2 separate regions of the Sus scrofa genome follow, and region 2 is linked to region 1. Evidence: chromatin contacts called from public Hi-C data. All regions are on one chromosome and are shown on one strand. The core of a region is the stretch at or near the end of the contact, and the rest is flanking DNA. Distances in the headings are between cores, read along the strand shown.

Region 1 (3,660 bases), core at 458-2,957:
GCTTTTAGGAAATTTAGCATTTAGTGGGTTTAGTGGTGGTGGTGGGGTTTCAAATACCATTTACTGAGTGGCTATTGTGTTTTAGTTGCTGTGCATTGTCTCTAATTTCATAACCATCCTGTAAGATAAGACCAGGGAAGCAGACACTCAGAGAGTAAACTCATTTGACTGCTTTGAGGCCACATGGTTAGGAAATGAAACAGCTGAGATTACAATTTAAATCTCATTGGTTCACGACTAATTTTTTTTTCCTTAATTACATTCCTGTTATTCTCTGCTTGTTAGTATCTTTGCAAATGGCAGCTGTAGCTCTTTGCCCCCGTCATTTCCTTTAGCAGAAATGCTAAAGGAAGCATTTTATTGTTTTACTGTAAGATCTATGGGTTAGGGAGCTTATCTCTTTAGCACTGGTTTCTGCCAGAGGGGTTAGGATTTTGTAGGTGTTCCATGAAGATTTGTTGAAAAGATGCTTGCACACGTGAATGAAGTAGAAGGTTCTCCACACTGAGCTTCAGATCCCATTCTTCAAAGTGATCTGGCCTCAGTCAGCCCAGCTCTCTTTCCTAGCTCCAGGCATCTATTACCTGTATCAGTCAGGGTCCAGCCAGTAATTGAAGTAGGAAGTATCTTAACACAGGAATTAGAGGCTTGCATCTCCATGAGAAAGTCTGGGAGCTTAGGCTTGGAGGGAATGGCTGGTGCTCAAGAAATCTGAAAGTGTAGGAAGCTGTGGCAACCTTGCAGTGATTTTTTGATAGGACACTGAGACGTCAAGTTACCGAGGCCACAGTAGCTTCTGGAGAGAAGAGGCTTCTCTTTGCTTTCCAAATGATAAGTGGGAAGCTTTCCTTGGAAGCATCTAACCCAAAATCTTAGAGGTGGATAATGCTGGGAAATGTAGTTCCTAGGAGAGAGAGCAGAAGGAGGTGAGGAGGTTTCTGCGTTAACGGTCTGACTCTTGTTAAATTCATTTTCATTTTCTCTTTGCTCCATGATAGTTTCTCACTGTAAGCCTCAGCACCTGACCTCACTCAGGCGACACTTCCATAAGTCAGCTTGTGTCTCATTGCCAACACTGGCTCTACCCCAACTTTCACCGGTAGCCAAAGGAGATCTAGTTCTTACTAGAACAAGGATATTCTTCTTCTTCTTCTTTTTCCCATTTCCAACAGAGACTAAATTATGAGGTCTAAATCTGGGTAGGGCTTTCAAATAGAGCCCTGACCAGTGCTGAATCAACTTGAAGAATGATGAAGGGCTGGCTTCTCTCTCTCGGCAGCTGCGAGCTTGGTCAGCCCTTTGCAAAGTAAGAGGAAATTTAATGAACCCAAATAAGACATGATCCTTTGTGGCTATAAAAGTTACACTTTGAAAAAGCTCAGCTGGTCAAGAGCCACTTGAAAATGATGTTACTGCTGGGGAACTCTGTCAAAAGTCCTCTCCTCTGGGTGAGTTTCCTTCTCTTTGAGGGAAAACAAAGAGAGGTTTTACAAGCTAGAGAAGGGTCATTTTGCTATTTGAAAGAGCACATTCAAAAATTGAGGCCCAGTGTGATTGGGAGACATCCATAGTCAGTACTTGTTTATTTGTCCAGCTTTACACCATGTAAGTGATGCAGAATCCTTTCCGCCTCTAATAATAACACCCCCGTGGCCCTGAGTTAATGGAAAGCTGGAATGGCCAAATAAGAGCTGGTGCTCAGATTAACCACTGTGGGTCAGACAAGTCCACAGCTGTGGTTGAGGAGGGAGGCGATGGGGTGGAGGGGAGGAAGAGCAGAGGGAGCTCTTCCTAAAATATTTTTGCCTAGTCAACAGATTTAATGCACGGTATTTTACCACCAAATTCATCAAATGGAGGATTTTCGAAAGGATCAGAGGCAATGACCACCTAATTCAGATTCTATGGTATCTAATTGTACAAGCAGCACATTTGGAAATCTTTTGTGCTTAAGGAGTCTTCATCTGTAGAGCACTTGGTTTGCTTATACAGTAGGCAACAGGGCTTAAATGGCATAATTATTATGTGTTTCTAGTTTGCCTCAAATTTTGATTCAATCAGAATCCCTGAATCTGACAGCCTATAATCAAACAAAGGGAGTGCTCTGGAAGCAAGGGATTAACAGAGGGGAATTAAACTGTCGTTTTGAAACAGCTTAGACCAATATGAAAGCCCATTTAGGAGTCTCTCCATAAATATCCCTTTTGTTTTGTCTAATTGCCGGTTTGAATGTATCAGACTCATCAATGGGATTAGGGTTAATAGATGTTTGGTCACGCAGAACATGCAGAGGAGGAATCTGATACACACACACAAAAATTGCACTTAATGAGCTTAGCAAATGTTTGCCATATTTTTAATGAACCCTGGGGCTGTCATTTAGAAATGCTTAGCAACTGCTTTTCCATCCTTGAAAATAGAGCAACTGAAGGACATTAACACTATGTACACCCGTAAATAAGAGGAGCTATTTAAAGACACCAGCCAGGAGGAGGGAATGGTGACACTTTTCTGTCCAAGAGCCAGTGTTACTTAACACTCTGGGTGTGGGTTCAGTGTCTGACAACATATTTGGGAGGTTCAAGTTTCCCCAAAGGGCACTGTGGAGCGTGAGGTTTTTGCAAAGAGTCATATAACCATTTTCCTTTTTTAAGTGAAACCTGTTTAGGATCGAATCTCCCAGTCCCCTCCCCCAGCCCCTGCTTCTGTTTTTCACACCTTCCTGCTGCCCTTTCCAAATATCTGTGGAGAGGCTTTGGAAATTGGAGAATATGTGTTGCTGCCGCTTCCCCAAGTCCAAGGCCGCCATGGCCACGAGGCAGGCCACTCCTCAGCTCAGCTGAGCAGGGTCAGATCGGCAGGCTCTTGGGATTGATTACTCAGAAGATTGAATGATCCATCTTGGGAGCCCTTGGGATTTGGCTCCGAAAGCAGTGCAGTCGGCAGTAATGGGGACTTATTGAAGTAGGCCATGTGGCTTGTGCTGTCAGAGCACAGACTGGGCCTAAAAGAATCAGGTTTTCCTTGGGGAAGGTTTGATTTGATAGACAGAGCACAGCATGCAAGTCCAATGGATTATAGTTAGAGCAAATGAAGGATGACTTGGACCCCTTTGTTTTCATAGAGCCAATTGATTTCAAGGACTTCCTGCTCTCGGCCATCTCCTCCAGCCCTGCCCTTAAGGAGGCAAAAATAGACACCACCTCATTTATGTATGTATGTATGTATTTATTTATTTTATTTTTTGTCTTTTGCCTTTTCTAGGGCTGCTCCCATGGCATATGGAAGTTCCCAGGCTAGGGATCTAATCGGAGCTGTAGCTGCCAGCCCACGCCAGAGCCACAGCAACGTGGGATCAGAGCTGCGTCTGCAACCTACACCATAGCTCATGGCAATGCTGGATCCTTAACCCACTGAGTGAGGCCAGGGATCGAACCCACAACCTATGGTTCCTAGTCAGATTTGTTAACACTGCACCATGACAGGAACTCTGACACCATCTCATTTAAAAACAGAACAACAATAACAACAAAAAACCCTAAATACAACTGCTTTTCAGCTTTGCTTGAAAATGAACAACCTCCTCTGTAGCAGCTGACTTTGGTGTTGAACAGTGGGATCGTAATTCTTAATAGAGAACCCAGAAAAGGCCCTTTCTCT
Region 2 (3,660 bases), core at 596-3,095, 110 kb after region 1:
GGACTTCCACATGCCAAGGGTTTGGCCCTAAAAAGCAAACAACAACAACAACAACAGCAACAACAAACAAAAAGCAAAATAACAACAAAACCCCCCAAAAAGAAAAACAAAACACCACCACCCCTATTAGTAGTCACTACCTCACTCTTTCTTGAGCCAAGCTTTGGTTTATGGGAGAGAGACTGCAAGGAGGCTGAGAGGGAAGTCGGCCTGCTCGTGTCCAGGGAAAGCCTGTTGCTAATGCCCTTCCTGGGCCTGGAGGAAATAATTGGACTCATTAAGTTGCTTTTCAGTCTTCTTTTCTTTAGTCTCAATAACCCTTAGGTTAATTAGACACGGTTTCTCGCCTTAGGAAATTTTTCTGTGTGTGGTTAGTAATGGAAAGAATGATCATAAACTCAGTAATTAAATTTTCAGTCTTACAAATGCTAAAGAATGGCAAGCTACCTGTAAGATGTCTTGAAAAATCAATAGCCCTTGTGAAACTAGTATCTTCTATCAATAAGTCTGAAAATCTTAGGCTATAATTGAGATGCCTTTGTTAGAATGACGAAATGGTAGGTCCTGATTTCTGCATGGACGATCGAGGTAATCGTTAACAGCCAGAATCATGTGGTGGGGTCAGAATCTGAATTTGGGCCTTCTACGTTTTGATTAACCTTGTAACTTCAGATGAATCATGCAGTCTCTCTCTCTGGACTTTGGTTTTCCTACCCATATAATAGGGATATTAATACACTCCCTGCTTATTGTAATACTAAAAATTAAATTTTATGTGGAAGTAATTTGTAAATTAGAAAGACTAAAAATATATTCTCATCATCATTATGATTAGGGACTTAAAGATATGACTCAATCCTATTTCTAATCATTTTATTGAAGGAGTAAGAAATAAGTTAATCAATATGTTAATAATAATCCATTTGAGTTTTCCTGCTCAAGAGAAAACCAAAACTCCAAAAAGAATATCTTTGCTGGCTAACAACTTCCCCATTCTACTCAGATGTTCTATGTTTATAGAAAGAAGAATTTCAATATTTGGACAAATTCCAATCCTTTGGCTCCATTCTGGGTGCAGCGAGAGTACTAATATTTTCAGAATTGCTGTTATCTTTGTGAGCTGACTCCTTGCCACTTTGCTGGAGGTCTTTACTTCTTCAGGGACTGTGCACCCAAGTCAGGGTGGCCTGTTGAACCCCACAAAGGGCAGAGGTGGGATAGGGATGTGGTACAGGGTGGATAGTTCCCACTTTGCATTTCCATGACTTGGGTTTGCATTTTGACTCTCCTGTTTGTCAGCTGTGTGAACTTGGATATCTTTGTGACCCACTCGAACTTATTAATCTTTACGGGGCACCTGCTACTACGAGACACTTAGAGGAGAGAAATGAGTATCGAAAAACCAAAAACCAAACCCACTCTGTCCTTAAAGAGTTTACAGTCAACACAGGCAAAACCCACAACAAAGGTAAAATAATTTTACCTGCACTGTTGTTTGTAATTAAGCTAGCCCAGTGCCTGGCAGAGAAGCAGTTCAGTAAATGGTAATCATTATTGTCATTATTCACTCTCTTGGGTATGCTAGAGCCAGAAGCCAAGGGACCTGAACTCAGCCCTCCACCTAAGAAGGTCAGGCGGTGGCAGCACGTGGATTATCTACACCTTCCTGCCTCTGGCCAAGGTCTGCCTGGGCTAAAGGAGAGCAGGCAGTGCCTCTGAGGACAAAAAGGCCTCGAAAAGCCTGCCCTTGACCTCAGCTGTCTCTGCTGGCGGAAGATCAGACTCATTCTAAAGCAGATCTGTGGCTTTGGGTTTTCTCCAGGACTGACAGGCAAGAGTCCAGATCACGATTTCAGAACTCATCCTGGCCAGCAGTGAGCTGCCTGGGTTATCCTCAGGAACACCCTGGCCTCCTGAGAGTTGCCCAAACAAAATGCCTGGGAGTTGGGCCAGACTCCCTCAGGCCTTTTCTGGTTTCTGGGGAGTCAGTTTTGAGCCAGAACCTTTTCCAAGATGAGAGGTGAGAAAAAAAGGATCACCCAGACATTAAGCAGCTCTCTCAACCATGGCTTTCTTTAGTGGGTTCTTGGATCAACATTAATGGAATCTTTTTTTTTTTTTTTTTAATCCCAGAGATTTGTTCATGTAATAAGAAAATCATAGTGTTTGACCATTAATTTTCAAAGGAGGACATAAACATTCTTAGATAAGTGAAATTAATTAATGACATTTTACCCTGTTACCTGAGGACAGAAGATTCTGCCAAACTGGAGCTTGAATCTGCTTGTTTTTAAAACCTAATGTATTCATAGTTTAAAGAAAAATAAAAGGGAAAAAAAAACTTTCTCTAATAAAAGAGAATATTTGAGACACAGCTTAAAGTAAAAGAAGCATTTTTTTTTAATATGGTTTTCTTTTCTTTCCATTTTCAAGTGTGACCTCAAGCATGCCATTCATTTGTCATCTAAGACAATTAACCACATCACCATCAGCTCAACATTGGTGATCTAGAGGTATATTGATTGGAAAGATTTCCTTTCACTGTAGCTATTAAGAATGCATCAAAGATCAAAATCCTGTTGTGGGCTCTAAGCAGTTTAAAGAGAATGGTTGCTATATGGAATCACCTGCCGCAAAGTAGCTCCTATTGACCTGCTTCTCCTGGAGATACTTTCTGAAAAATACACCAACTTGAGCCGTTTAGGGCTGTGACATACATGTGGTGAGATCATCTCAATAGTCTGCTTCTATGTCACAGAAGCTGTGAAAGTGTTCAAATCAAAATAGTGGCATTTGGTTGAAGAGGTTTCCCCTTCTCTCCTTGCTCATTTTTCATCTTCCCGGAGGGCCCCCATCTCCCCTCCTCTGCTGTTCTTTGCTCCTCTCGCATGTCTCCCTTCGTGACAAGAAGGAGTGCCTCCTCCGGGCCAATGCATCAAGCAGTGACACTGCCGGAGTCATTCCCTCCGACAGACGTCAATTTAAAAGGCAAGAGAAGATTTCAAGGCAGGGGTGAGGGACGTGAAGGGAATTAGTCATCATTACCCTGCAGCTACGTGGGCTCGCTGGAGCTGTTCCCTCATCAGGCTCCTCATGACTATGCCCTGAGCATCACCCCCATCACTCTAAATAGTCATGACACAGCTGATGTACGGGTTAAAATGATGAGCAGGAGAGACAGGCCTCTCCCAAAGTAAATAGACTGAATTAGAGGCATTACAACAGTTAATATGTCAGGTCCCTGTTGGGAGGCCATAGATCCTGTGTGGTCTATTTCCCCTGCATATTGAAATTGATTGTGCCTTGGGCTCTGGCGGGGTTGGTGGGGGAGGGGCGCCTAAGGTTCATCCTTTCAGTCACACAGATCAAAGAAAGCGGACAGTGTTATGTGGAGTGATTTGCTCTGAAGGTGCAGGGAATAGAATTTAATAGAGCAATGGGGTATAATGAAAGAAGCCATGAGTCTTAGCCAATGTCTCCCCAGACCACCCCATCCGAGGAGTATAAATAAGATCATGCTCTTCCCTAAATCATATTTCTTTGGCTCAGCCCTATTTAAAACTGCAGGAGTGCCATCCTCTTTTTCTCCTTCCCCACCTGGCTAACTCTTTCTGGGAGACCTCAGGGAATGCTTCCTGTGTATTTGAACACAGTTCTTTT

What was found. A called contact is a pair of places that touch in the nucleus more often than the background predicts.
Region 2: a contact with region 1 is called in a Hi-C map of skeletal muscle, with 13 times the contacts expected there. The contact joins two enhancer-like sites. A contact is called at or near these places in 5 of 47 Hi-C or Micro-C datasets (heart right ventricle, psoas muscle and skeletal muscle) and 1 of 2 datasets of contacts at active chromatin or transcription factors (skeletal muscle).

Annotation. Positions count from the first base shown.
Region 1 is chr1:232,735,839-232,739,498 of Sscrofa11.1, forward strand. All of the region lies in intron 2 of LOC102167422 (a long non-coding RNA gene), which reads left to right. Among named protein-coding and RNA genes, the nearest start is that of NPAP1, 340 kb to the right of the region's middle. Within about 2 kb of position 1,708, at least 5 of the 83 cell types and tissues checked have an H3K27ac peak or open chromatin away from gene starts, as enhancers often do. A contact at or near this core is called in skeletal muscle, where this site is marked.
Region 2 is chr1:232,842,531-232,846,190 of Sscrofa11.1, forward strand. The region is part of intron 1 of LOC102162974 (a long non-coding RNA gene); the gene reads left to right. Among named protein-coding and RNA genes, the nearest start is that of NPAP1, 240 kb to the right of the region's middle. Within about 2 kb of position 1,846, at least 10 of the 83 cell types and tissues checked have an H3K27ac peak or open chromatin away from gene starts, as enhancers often do. A contact at or near this core is called in skeletal muscle, where this site is marked.